Regions from separate parts of the Mus musculus genome. Here region 2 is linked to region 1. A link is a contact called in public promoter capture Hi-C data. All regions are on one chromosome and are shown on one strand. The core of a region is the stretch at or near the end of the contact, and the rest is flanking DNA. Distances in the headings are between cores, read along the strand shown.

The links. Promoter capture Hi-C pulls out the DNA fragments that hold promoters and counts their contacts.
Region 2: a contact with region 1 is called in a promoter capture Hi-C map of hematopoietic stem and progenitor cells. The contact joins the enhancer-like site here to the promoter of Vcpip1 in region 1. A contact is called at or near these places in 20 of 39 promoter capture datasets (3T3-L1-derived adipocytes, the C10 cell line, the HPC-7 cell line and 13 more), 36 of 484 Hi-C or Micro-C datasets (the 63-12 cell line, B cells, CD8 T cells and 24 more), 20 of 115 datasets of contacts at active chromatin or transcription factors (the 230-238 cell line, the NIH/3T3 cell line, acute myeloid leukemia and 11 more) and 4 of 9 other capture datasets (adipose tissue, embryonic stem cells, liver and 1 more).

The regions. Positions count from the first base shown.
Region 1 is chr1:9,745,502-9,752,535 of GRCm38.p6, reverse strand. It overlaps Vcpip1 (valosin containing protein (p97)/p47 complex interacting protein 1), which reads left to right and starts at 4,154. Exons shown (of 3, transcript NM_173443.3): 1 at 4,154-7,034. The coding sequence starts at 4,380. It overlaps 1700034P13Rik (RIKEN cDNA 1700034P13 gene), which reads right to left and starts at 4,888. Exons shown (of 4, transcript NR_040462.1): 1 at 3,932-4,888; 2 at 1-87.
Region 2 is chr1:10,092,360-10,099,048 of GRCm38.p6, reverse strand. Cspp1 (centrosome and spindle pole associated protein 1) reads right to left here. Exons shown (of 30, transcript NM_026493.3): 16 at 3,036-3,183. Among named protein-coding and RNA genes, the nearest start is that of Cspp1, 57 kb to the right of the region's middle. Within about 2 kb of position 2,493, at least 14 of the 459 cell types and tissues checked have an H3K27ac peak or open chromatin away from gene starts, as enhancers often do. A contact at or near this core is called in hematopoietic stem and progenitor cells, where this site is marked.

The sequences.
Region 1 (7,034 bases), core at 2,905-5,404:
GTTAGGAGCAGCCAGCACACCTGATTTCTTAAAGCAGACACTTGACAGACTCCTGTCTTCAGACAGTCTGGAGCCACCACTTGTCCTCTGCAAAATGAAAATCCATTAGCATCAGAGGTTTGGAGAAGTACTACCATGGAAAACAAGTCAAACTAATTGTATTCTTTACTTTTTGGTTGTTGTGGCAAAACACTATTACTAAAAGCAACCATTGAAGAAAGAGTTTATTTTGGCTGGGGAAGAAGGTCTGTGTGTGTGTGTGTGTGTGTGTGTGTGTGTGTGTAAAAGTCCATCACGACAAGGGGCAGCATGGCTGTAAATGGACATAGCGGCAGGACCAGGAAGCTGAGAGACTATGTCTCCACCATTAACACAAAGCAGAGAAAGCAAGCTGGAAGTGTGTGGCAGGTAGCTATAAACTTTGAAAACCTGCCCCCAGTGACTTACTTGCTCCAGCAAGGCTGCACCACCAACTGGGGACCCAGTGTTCCAGTATCTAAACCCACTGGGGAAACTTCATTCAAACCATTACACTGACTTAGTCTGACTTGACTACAAAATCTTTCCTTCAACTTGATGCTGCTAACCTCCATCCGTTAAAGCATACTTGAGTGGGAAAGTGCAGTTGTCTGTGGAGAAAGTGCTGTTGTCCCTGTGTTGTAATTTTCTTGATTGAGGCTCCATTTGAAGGACTTTCTGAATGCCCTATTGAGACTCAGTTCTGATGCTGTAAATACACAAACTCCACATTAACTTGCTGTTTGCCAAAATACACATCCCCCAGAAGACTGCCTTAGACTTAATTTTTGTTATATCATATTTTGATATATTCACATGTTAGAGAACTATAAAATGATTTACATTAGCAACAAATAGTTCTAAAATGTATTTTGAATTATACTTTGCCTTTATCCATTAAGATATCTCCTATGCAAGTATGAATATGAAGTACATTTTGTTATGATTTTTTTTTTTTTTGATTTTTCGAGACAGGGTTTCTCTGTGTAGCTCTGGCTGTCCTGGAACTCACTCTGTAGATCAGGCTGGCCTCGAACTCAGAAATCCACCTGCCTCTGCCTCCCAAGTGCTGGGATTAAAGGCGTGTGCCACCACGCCCGGCTGTTATGATTTTTAAGTATCACAAAATTAGAACGAGTTATACTGTTTAAGGAACAGAGCTAATTGGAGGGAAGGAAAAAGGAAGGGCAGAGGAGGGAGAAGGAGAGAGAGACTAAGACCTTTGAGAAAAATGCAAGGTTATTACTAGAATTAAGTTGTAACTGTTAAGTGACCTCTTAATCCTTATTTTCCTTCCTAACAAACGTATACATTGTGTACTATGTAAAAAGAAAGAGAGAGGAGGAAGAGGAAAAGAAATACAAATGCAATCACAAACAGCCCTGGGGCACTGGTTACTTAGGCTGGCTATTTAAATTCATATTGATTTGAACTGTAAAATGTTAGGTTTATGTCCATTAAGACTCAACTTCAAGCCAGGCACGATGGTACAAGCCTTTAATCCCAGCAATTGAGAGATAGAGGCAGACAGACCTCATGAGTTCTATGCCAGACTTGTCCACACAGTGAATTCCAAGCTAGTTATGATTATATAGTGACAGCCTGTCTTGGGAAGGAAAGAGCTTCAACTTCAGCCATATATTGTATCTGTAATCCCAGCACCTATAAGGAAGATTGAGTTTGAGGCCAGCCTGAGCTAGAGGTCAAAACTGATAGCCTGTGCTACACAGAGAGACCCTGTCTAGCAAAACAAAATAAGACAAAAACAAAACAAAAAACCTCCTCTGTGCCTATGGCTCAGGCCTGTAATTGCAGCTAGTCCAGAGGCATAGACAGGAGGATGGAAAATCAGGGGTCTATCTGGGCTATAGAGTGAGTTCTAGACCAGCCTAAGAAACTTGGGCCTTGTCTCAAAACAAAGATTAAAAAGAAGCCTGGGATCACAACTCAGCTGTAAAGTTCATTTCTAGCATCCATGAGACCCTAGGTTCAATCTTCAACATTACAAATTAAAAACAAATACAGCTTTGGAACAATTTCTATTACATTTGCTTTTAACCCTAATTATGTTACTAATGAGGACTCAGACACTGAATAAAGTACTTAACTTACTGTTGCTCAGTTTCTTCATCTCCAAAATAGAACTGGTTATGATGGTACCTGTTTCAATATTTTAATGTTAACTAAATACACAGGAAAGATGCTAATGTACAGTTGGTGGTAAGTAAATACACAGGAAAGATGCTAATGTACAGTTGGTGGTAAGTAGGCGTTAGTAGCTACTACTACTACTGTTATTATTAAACAATTTTGATCCCTTTAAAAACAACAATAAGCATACTAAAGTGGAGAGGTGAAAGCCTGTATGGCCCCAACCCTGCACAAAGAACTCTAAGCAGTGAAGGAATGTTGAGAGGAGAGGAAGCAGTCTTACCTAGGGAAGAGCACACCAGTAACTTATCCCATACCAAATAATCAACCTTGAAAACATGCATGCAAATAACAGTATACAGACTGAACAGGTTGTACTTATGTATTTAGAAATACATGACTATGTCATAGTAAGCAATGAAAAAGCTATTATTTTTACATTACTTTTAATTAAAATAATAATCAGATAACTTCAACTTCTGTCCACTTCTGTCAAGTGGACAGAAATAAACATAGAGCCTAATTATCCTGAATTTCAGAGAAAAGAGTGTGTTTAACACAAAGAACAGTTATAGATCTACACACACACACACACACACACACACACACACATACAGTTTGAAAAATGCATCAGTTGAGACCACGAATTTGAAAGAGAGCAAGGAGGGGCATATATGAGGGTTAGGAAGGAGGAATGGGAAGGGACATATAATTATATTATAGTCTAAAAAATAGAGTGAAGTGAAAATCTCCTATATATTATGCAGGCTGGGATTATATCTCAGTTAGTAGAATGCCTGCCTATCATGCATGAAGCTCCAAGTTCAGCCCTTAACACTGCATAACCTAGGTGTAGTGGTATGTACCTCTGACCCTGGCATTTGGGAGGTGGAGGCAGAAGACAGAAAGTTCAAGGTCAATTCTCTACTATAGGGAGTTTGAGGTCTGCCTGGGCTAAAAAAGTAAAACTGTATACTATATATGCATAGAAAAACCTTAATAATTGTGATCTCTAACTGCTAACAGACAACGTTAACTTTCTTTTAAACTTATTTTTTAAACATTTGATGACAAGCAATTTCCTTAACACTTAAAAAAGAAGACAGGTTGGTGGCAAACATCTTTAGTCCCATCACTCAGGAGATAGAGGCAGGTGGATCTCTGTGGATTTGAGGCCACCCTCGTCTATTTAGTGAATTCTACACAAACAAACAAACAAATAAACAAATAAACAGACAGACAGACAGACATACAAAAAGACAAATATAATAACAGGATGTTTTCTTTAAAAGTGTTCTTACAAGTTGGCGATCAGTAATTCTCAAACTGTGACCTTTCATCATTAACCTACCAGCTTATAACTACGAATAAGATAGAAGCTCAGTTACGGCACTTGCTAGCTAAGTGGTAATTTTAAAAAAATGACATCGTATTTGAAAAATTAATATACTTAAAAAAAAAAGTAGCCTCATAGAAAACTCCTTCCATGTTCTTAGGACCTTTAACCCGGACTTCCTAGCAGTGGTGGTGGACTTTAGACCCTCTTCCACACCAATCCTTTGCACTTTTGTTTTCCCCAAGCACACTCCTTTCTGCGCAAGGGGAAAGTGCAGGGGGACACTACCCACAGCAGCCTAGGAATGTGATTTCTCTGACTCTTTCTCGTGGGCCATAGAATGGGGGACAAACTACAAAAGAGATCCAGTTAAAAATACAACTACCGACAAGCTCCGCGAATCATCGACTTCCTTTCTGCCCCCACCTTCCGAGTGCCTTCCTCTTCCTCCTCCCCGCGTGCGTCGAGTCGCTTTGCATCACGGTATTTGAAGTTCTTTCTGGACGGAAGCGCCTAGCACTCCTTCGCGAGAGAGGAGCCGGAAGACTCTGGTTCCCAGAGGGCAGAGCAGAAGCTACGCCTGCGCAGTCTCAGTGAGGGCGTGTATGTCTGTGTCTGAGGGAGAGAGCGAGAGTGAGTGAGTGTGAGTGCGGGGTGGGGTGGTGGCCGTTACGTTCGGGGCAACGGCTAAGGCAGTGGAGAAGTGAGAAGAGAAACAACGTCCGGCGCTTCCGCCTTCGCCTAGGAGGAGGAGGAACTGGTAGGAAAAGGAAAGCCATTCGCCCTGGGCCTGGACTAGACCTCGTCGGGCCGGCGGAGGTCTGGCTATGTGCCTTTGAGGGTCGCTTGGGACGCCGAGCGAGAGCCGAGAGCGATGTCTCAGCCGCCGCCGCCTCCTCCGCTGCCGCCGCCGCCGCCTCCCCCTGAGGCTCCGCAGACTTCGTCGTCTCTGGCGGCGGCGGCTTCTCCGGGGGGCCTTTCGAAACGAAGGGACCGAAGAATCCTTTCCGGGAGTTGCCCGGATCCCAAGTGCCAGGCGCGCCTCTTCTTCCCGGCCTCGGGTTCTGTCAGCATCGAGTGTACCGAGTGCGGACAGCGGCACGAGCAGCAACAGCTGCTGGGAGTGGAGGAGGTGACCGACCCGGACGTAGTGCTGCACAATCTGCTGCGGAACGCGCTACTCGGAGTGACGGGGGCTCCCAAGAAGAACACGGAACTGGTAAAGGTGATGGGCCTCTCCAACTACCACTGCAAATTATTGTCGCCAATATTGGCACGCTATGGAATGGACAAACAAACGGGCCGGGCCAAGCTTCTCCGGGACATGAACCAAGGCGAACTGTTCGATTGCGCGTTACTTGGTGACCGGGCCTTCCTCATCGAACCAGAGCACGTCAACACAGTGGGCTATGGCAAGGACCGCTCCGGAAGCCTCCTGTATTTGCACGACACGCTCGAGGATATCAAACGGGCTAATAAAAGTCAAGAATGCCTCATCCCAGTGCATGTGGATGGGGATGGACACTGCCTAGTGCATGCTGTGTCTAGGGCTCTAGTAGGCCGAGAGCTCTTCTGGCATGCTCTGAGGGAGAATCTTAAGCAGCACTTTCAGCAGCACCTAGCCCGATATCAAGCCCTGTTTCATGACTTTATTGATGCTGCCGAGTGGGAGGACATTATCAATGAATGTGACCCTCTGTTTGTGCCACCTGAAGGTGTCCCCTTAGGCCTGAGGAATATCCACATATTCGGCCTTGCCAATGTGTTACATCGTCCCATAATTCTTTTAGATTCCCTCAGCGGCATGAGAAGCTCTGGTGATTATTCAGCCACCTTTCTACCTGGCCTCATACCTGCAGAGAAATGCACTGGGAGAGATGGTCATTTGAACAAGCCAATCTGTATTGCGTGGAGTAGCTCTGGTAGAAACCATTATATTCCCTTGGTAGGCATAAAGGGGGCTGCCCTGCCCAAACTACCCATGAATTTGTTACCTAAAGCATGGGGTGTGCCTCAGGACCTTATTAAAAAGTACATCAAGCTTGAGGAGGATGGTGGCTGTGTTATTGGAGGAGACAGAAGTTTGCAGGATAAGTACTTACTTAGGCTGGTTGCTGCTATGGAAGAAGTCTTTATGGACAAACATGGTATCCATCCTAGTTTGGTTGCTGATGTACATCAGTATTTCTACAGAAGGACTGGGGTGATAGGAGTTCAGCCTGAGGAAGTTACAGCAGCTGCTAAAAAGGCAGTAATGGACAATCGCCTTCACAAGTGTTTGCTTTGTGGTGCCCTTTCTGAACTTCATGTCCCTTCTGAGTGGTTGGCTCCAGGAGGGAAACTGTATAACTTGGCAAAAAGTACTCATGGGCAGTTGAGGCCTGACAAAAATTACAGCTTTCCCTTAAACAATTTGGTTTGTTCATATGATCCAGTAAAAGATGTTCTGCTACCAGACTATGGATTGAGTAATCTAACAGCTTGTAATTGGTGCCATGGCTCATCTGTGCGAAGAGTCAGAGGAGATGGCTCTATTGTGTATTTGGATGGAGACAGAACTAATTCTAGGTCTACTGGTGGCAAATGTGGTTGTGGATTCAAACATTTTTGGGAAGGTAAAGAGTATGACAATCTTCCAGAAGCTTTTCCTATCACTTTGGAGTGGGGAGGAAGAGTAGTCAGAGAAACAGTATATTGGTTTCAGTATGAAAGCGATCCATCTTTGAATAGTAATGTTTATGATGTTGCAATGAAACTTGTTACCAAGCACTTTCCAGGTGAATTTGGGAGTGAGATCCTAGTTCAGAAAGTTGTCCACACTATATTGCATCAGACTGCAAAAAAAAATCCGGACGATTACACTCCTGTAAATATAGATGGTGCTCATGCTCAGAGAGTTGGAGATGTGCAAGGACAAGAATTGGAGTCGCAGCTACCAACTAAAATTATTCTTACTGGACAGAAAACAAAAACTTTGCATAAGGAAGAATTAAACATGAGTAAAACTGAAAGAACTATTCAACAGAACATCACAGAACAAGCTTCTGTGATGCAGAAACGGAAAACAGAGAAATTAAAACAAGAGCAAAAGGGGCAGCCCAGAACTGTTTCTCCAAGTACTATTCGTGATGGGCCATCATCTGCACCTGCCACCCCCACCAAGGCTCCCTACTCACCTACCACTTCTAAGGAGAAGAAGATTCGAATAACAACTAACGATGGACGGCAGTCTATGGTTACCCTTAAGCCTTCAACAACCTTTTTTGAGCTTCAGGAAAGTATAGCCAGAGAGTTCAACATTCCTCCATATTTACAGTGTATTCGATATGGCTTTCCTCCTAAAGAGTTAATGCCACCCCAGGCAGGGATGGAAAAGGAGCCAGTTCCTTTACAGCACGGTGACAGAATTACAATAGAGATCTTAAAAGGAAGAGCAGAAGGTGGTCCATCCACTGCTGCACACTCAGCCCACACTGTGAAACAAGAAGAGATTGCTGTTACTGGTAAACTGTCATCTAAGGAACTTCAG
Region 2 (6,689 bases), core at 1,244-3,743, 350 kb before region 1:
ATGGCAAAGTCTAGATACTATCTATAATTTCATTAACAGCACCGTATTAATGTTATTTCTAGCTTTTACACTTGTGCCATGATTGCATAAATGTCAACAGTGAAGGAAACACACTGAAAGTTACTCTTGCTGTATCTTTGCAACTCTTTTGTGTATTAAAGTTATTTCACAATAAAGGTTTTATAACAACTGAAATAGCTATATATTATTCCATGAAAAGCTGCTACAAAAGTCAAGTGATGCTGAGCGAAGTTCAGAGCAATCAGAAATGTGCTGCTTTTCTAGTGAGAATGAAAAAAGGCACAGTTTGGAAAACAAACTAACAAAGATAAAAAACACCAACAAACAAGCAAGCAAAACACTATACAACCAACTGACCCTATTCCTACGCATTTACCCAAAAGACATAAAAGCACACATTCACATGGGCACTTTGATCAGTGGTTCTTAACCTTCTTACTGCTTCAATCCTCTAATATATCTCCTCATGTTGTGTGATCCCAACCATAAAATTATTTTCATTGCTACTTCATAACCGTAATTTTGCTACAGCTGTGAACTGTAATGTTGACAGTCTTAGGCTCCCCAAAGTGTTCATGGCACATAGGTTGAAAACCATTTACAGCAATTCTATTCTTAATGACATTAAACTGGAAATAACTCGTGTCTATCAACTGCAAACGGATACACAATGGTGATACCTCAAAACAATGCAATGCCATTCAGTAACAGAAAGAAAGGAATCTCACAAATATTACGATGAAAGCCTATTACAAAATTAAAAGGCACCCAGGAGGCAGATCACAGGCTTGTAGGGCTGTAAGAGGACTGTCCATAAGGGGACAGAGGGGGCAGTCCTGTTAGCAGTTCTAAAGTAAGATCTACATCTTGAGTGTGGTAGAAATGATTTTAGCAATAGCTGTCACTAAATTTTAAGCGTAACTTTATTGGGCTGGCAAGATGGCTCAGTGGGTAAGAGCACTGACTGCTCTTCTGAAGGTCCTGAGTTCAAATCCCAGCAACCACATGGTGGCTCACAATTACTCATAATGAGATCTGATGCCCTCTTCTGATGCGTCTGAAGTCAACTACAGTGTACTTACGATAATAATAAATAAATCTTTGGGCCAAAGGAATCAGCGACAGAGTGAGCGGGGCCAACTGGAGCCCGCACAATTGACCAGAGCGAGCAGAGGTCTTAAAAACTCAATGCCCAGCAACCATGTGAAGGCTCACAACCATCTCTACAGCTGCATGTACTCATATACATAAAATAAATAAATCTTGTTTTTTAATGTAACTTTACTAAATACAAGTTTTACCTCAATAGACATATATAAAAACAAATATAAATCTAAGGAAAAGACAACACATTAAATATGACATTTGCTCAAATGTACATTAAAGGCTGTTTAGCCATACCTCTCACCAGGCCTATGAGAGATTGCCAGTCATTTTCAAGTGGTCAAACTTTTAATTTTATGGGTTTAACTTTCCTTCTACCCACATATTTCTTTTGGTGTATAGCAGAAGTTCTCAACCTGTGGGTCTTGACCACTTTGGGGGTCATATCAGATATCTTGCCTCCCAGATATTTACATTATGATTTATAACAGTAGCAAAATTATAATTATCAAGTAGCAACAAAATAATTTTATGGCTGGGGATCACCACACCATGAGGGTATTAAAGGGTCACAGTGTTATGAAGGTTGAGGACCACTGCTGTAGTTGTTAAAATTTTAACCTATACAGTCTCGAGTCACACCACTATAATCACTTAAGTTCTGCAAAGCTCCACCAACAAAGCAGATCCATCTCTCTCTCTTAATTGCTCCTATTCCCAGCCTACAATCCCCAGGAAGGTTCTTTAGTCTTTGTTATTTTAAGAATGTGATGTAATGGAAATGTACAAAGGTAATTGTCAGAATGGATCTTTTACTTAGCAGAACTTTTAACTCTTCCAAATTGTTAAGCATCAACAATTCATTCCTTGTACTGCTAAGTAGTGCCCCCAACACACACACACACACACAGGATAAATAAGCTTATCCATTCACCTACACAAGCATTTTACAATATCTTGCCTTTTATAACTTAAATACAGAGTTCTAATGAATAAAGAACACTGATTTTTTTTTTATGGTACAATTAAAACAGGTGTTTACTTTAAAACATTTTTTTTCTGCCTCACTTCATTAATAAGTATTCTTCCTTTAAAAGATGTAAGAGAGTGAGAGGTAAAGACTCACATTCTTTAGTTTTTCTCCATCAGGAGAACAAAAGTAAACAGAAGAAGCAAAGCCCAAAGCCCACAAGCAAACAGCAGGATTACAGTCCGCTATAAGCACACGGTGGGCCACCGTCGTCATGGTGCACTTCCCTAAGCATCTCAGTGGAGTAAGATATCTCTAAGATATAAAGCCCATAGACAAAACTGGATACTTTTTGGGTACTGACTGGTTACTCTGAAGATGGTATTTAAAAAATGTTCCACTGTCCTTGATAAAATGCTACACTTTCTCTGTCTCACGTGATGACCACGACATGAAGTAAACACACTGAACGTTACTGCCAAAAAAAGGAAACCTCAGAGGCCATGTCTTCATTTCCTCCCAGATAAACAATTCTAAAGCAGTATCTTACAACTCAAGAATTCACGCTTTACTACAAACTTATCCCAGAAGGATACTGCTTAAGCCCTCCTGAAAAGTTCTGAGAACTACTCTATGCAAGTTTTATTACTTTCAGTTAAAAAAATAATAAGAATATCCTCTAAGTCCTAGTCTGGATGAGCACCAGCTAACATGAATTATTCTCTGCAGTTCGGGGACTGTCATCAGAGGATGGGAAGTATACTGCTTTGCAGAAGAAAGGCTTTCTAGCGTGCATTATATTCATAATCAGAGCAGCATCTTTTCATTAAATCATAAAACAAACCCTTCTTATCCAGTCTGATTCCCACTTCTTCCTACTCTCCACTCTTAAAATGCTGGAAATAATTCATTTAAAAGCAAGTTTATGAACACATCATACTTATCAGATTTCCTTTGGCGTCTCTGAGAGGAGCACCACCTCCGCCCTTCCCCCAGGGGTTGTAGATCCTCATTTCGGCTTCTAATTTAGCTTCATATTCTTCTTTTTCTAAACGTTCTTTCTTCCTTCTTGCTTCTCTTTCCCGAATCTTGACAACATAAGATATGCTTAATGTAAATATTGACTTATAGGAGGTTGAGACAAAACACTAGCAATCCTACTACTTAATTTTTCTAGTAAGAAAAATATACATATATTTTTAAGTGCACTTCTTCACCATAAAGTTAAGAGTAACAAATAAAGATGCTGATTTGTGAATTCGGGAGCCTGACCTGTAACTTCAAGGAGAACCCCTCACCCAACGCCAGAAATCCAAGTAGAAACTGACCCAAAACCCCTAGTAGAGAAGCATCCAGACTCAATCTGAGGACCAACCAGACGGTCAGCCATCCCCTCTACAATCAGACACTCTGATGTACCCAAGTACTCTGGCCAGCCTAGACCAAGTTCCCAAGCCCACAGCAGCTCAGCACGGAGACCCCACACAGCACTGCTCACACCCACTGTGACCCCCAGCCCTGCCACTTAAGAACAACCTGTAGAATCCAGAGAGCTCTCCATATGCAACAAGAATCTCCCTAGCCTACAGAAAGTTTACTCCAAAGCCCAGAAGTTGCACCTATCCCTCCCTAGACCAAGAATACTTCTGACAGCTCCATTTGCATATAAACAGCATGGCCCCCAGACTGAAAACAAAACACCATTCAGCTGGCCCAAAATCTAACGAGTTGAGGCAACAGAAAAGTTCCAAACACAGCCAATAAAGGTAAGAAAAGATACCATACCACAAAACACCATCAACCTTCTAATTCCAGATGCCTGAATCCCATTACAAAAACACAACCATGAACAACCTAGACAGCATGTCTCCTCCAGAAACTAGCCCTCCATCACAGTCCCTGAAAAAAGCAACTTGGCTGATGAACAAGACAATGATTTCAAAACAGCATTAACCTCCTCAGCTCCAGGAGAATACTGAGCAAATGCCAAGATGAAGACTGCAGAGTACAAGTGAGCTCTGAGTCAAAGAGTAAAGTAACGTGAAAATACGACTTAATATAGATATAGAACCTGAAGAAAAGAAAAACTCATCATGTCCAACAAAGAGACCAGAGCAAAGCCTCACCTACAGACAGGATCATATCTAAAACACAAGGTAGAAGAAATAAATGTTTCATCTAAAAAACAAACAAAAGAAAACCACAAACAGAAAGAGAAAGTACTGAACACTATAAAAACAGCAAACATACAGGAGGATAAACCTATTCGACAAAATCATAAAGATTCCTCAGGAACAAAGAAAGGCTATTGGAAACTGCAAAAGTCCAAGTTGTATATAATCGCAGGCCTACCAAAAATTTCAATGGAAAGTTTGAAACCAAGAAGGCCCTGGATAGAAAGCTCTGAAAGACTACAGATGCCAACCAGACTACTACAGGCTGCAAAACTGTCAACCATAATTGAAGAAGAAAAACATTTCATGATTTAAAGAATTTATGCCCATGATATCAGCTCTACAGAGGATACTAGAAGGAATAGTTCAGTCTAAAAAGATAATTATACACAGCCAAGAGAGTATAGGGAATAAATAGTTCCAGTACAGCTGAGCATAAGAAGAAGTCAACACAACAACAACAACAAAACAGGTCTTGATAAACATTCACCAAAAATAACCCCCTCAAAACTCCCAGTAATAAATGCCTCAGTTCCCCAACAAAAAGACACAGACTAACAAACTAGATTAGAAAACTGGATTGATTGGTTTGCTTGTTATCAGAATACACCTCACCATCAACCATAGACACCATTTCCGATGAAAGTATAGACAAATGTATTGTTCCAAATAAATGGACAAAGAAACCAGCAGGTTTAGATAGTCTAATATCTAACAGAACGATAAATTCCAAACCAAACTTAGAAGGGGGGAGGGGCTTCACACTCAATAAAGGAAAAATCCACCACGAAGATACTGCAATTCTAAACACTAAGTTCAAGGGCACCCAAGTTCATAGAACAAACAGTACTAGATCTAAAATCACAGACTGAACACAACATACTGATAGTGGGTAACTTCAATATTCCACTGCAGTAAAAAAAAAAAAGTCATCTAGACAAAATCAAAATAGAGAAGCTCTGGAGTTAAGACACTATAAATGAAGTGGCTCTAACAGACACTTAGAGTAGAACATTCCACCCGAACACTAAAAATACATTTTCAGCAGCCATGGAACTTTCTCCAAAACTGAACACATATTTTATCTGACCATGAAAGAATAAAGCTGAATGTCAACAATAGAAAAGGAAAAAAATTACTCTCTCGTGTAAGTTAAATAATACCCTACTGGATGAAAATTGGGTCAAAGGCAAAATTACAAAGGAAATTTTTAAATTTCTAGAATTAATGAAAGTAAAATCACAACATACCAAAATCTATGGACATTATGAAGGCAGCTCTTATAAGGAAAATGTATGGCATGAAGTGCCTACCACCACTCGGGAGGCAGAGGCAGGTGGATTTCTGAGTTCGAGGCCAGCCTGGTCTACAAAGTGAGTTCCAGGACAGCCAGAGACAGAGAAACCCTGTCTCAAAAAAAAAAAAAAAAAAAATCTTAGATGGAGACCTTGAAAAACATGAACAAACAACACCCAAAAGAATAGACAAGAAGAAAAGAAATCAAGTCAGGGATAAAATTATCAGAAAAACAAACAAACAAACGAATCAATGGAATGAAAAGTTGGGGTTTTTTGACAAAATTAACCAGACCAGCAAACCTTTAGGCCAAACTGAAAGAGGGAAGAGAAGAGGAAGGAAGTTGAGTAGAAAGGAGGTAGGTAGGTCTGAATTTTCAAAATCAGAGATGAAAGCAGAAACATTACAAAAGTTGCTGAGGAAATTCAGAGACTCTTAAGACACAATGTAAAAAGCTGCATCCCAGTCCTCAGAAGGCAGAGGCAGATGAGTCTCTGGGGAGCATAGTCAGGTGACCAGCCTGGTCTACGAAGTGAGTTCCAGGGCCGCCACAGACACATAAGGCTGTAGCCAAAAAAGTATAAGAAAACAAAACTAGTATCCCACTAAAATGAAAATTCTTAAAGAAATAAATGAAAAAATGTGAAGTAAATTATTAAAACAGGCGCATTGCTACCAACAAAATAGAAGAAATAATAATCTCCTAACAAAAATGGCCCACAGCCAACAGACTCAGCATAAGATTCTAGCAGACTTTCAAAGAACTTACACCATACTGCCCAAATTGCTCTTAAAATAGAAAGGAAAGGAGTATCTCCAAATCTGTGTCACAAAGTCAGTCCTATCCTGATCCAAAACCAAATTTCCCGCGTTAAAAAGGGAAACCACAGGCCAATCTCTCTGATGACCATAAATGCTGCATGGTTTAAAAAGAATGGCTCCCATAGGTTCATACATTTGAATTCTCAGTCACCACAAAGGAACTATTGGAGGACTAGTAAGTGTGGCCTTGTTACAAGAAGTGTGTCACTTGCTTTGAGATTTCAAATGCCCATGCCAGGCTCTCATATATTCATTCATTCATATTCTCTCTCTCTCTCTCTCTCTCTCTCTCTCTCTCTCTT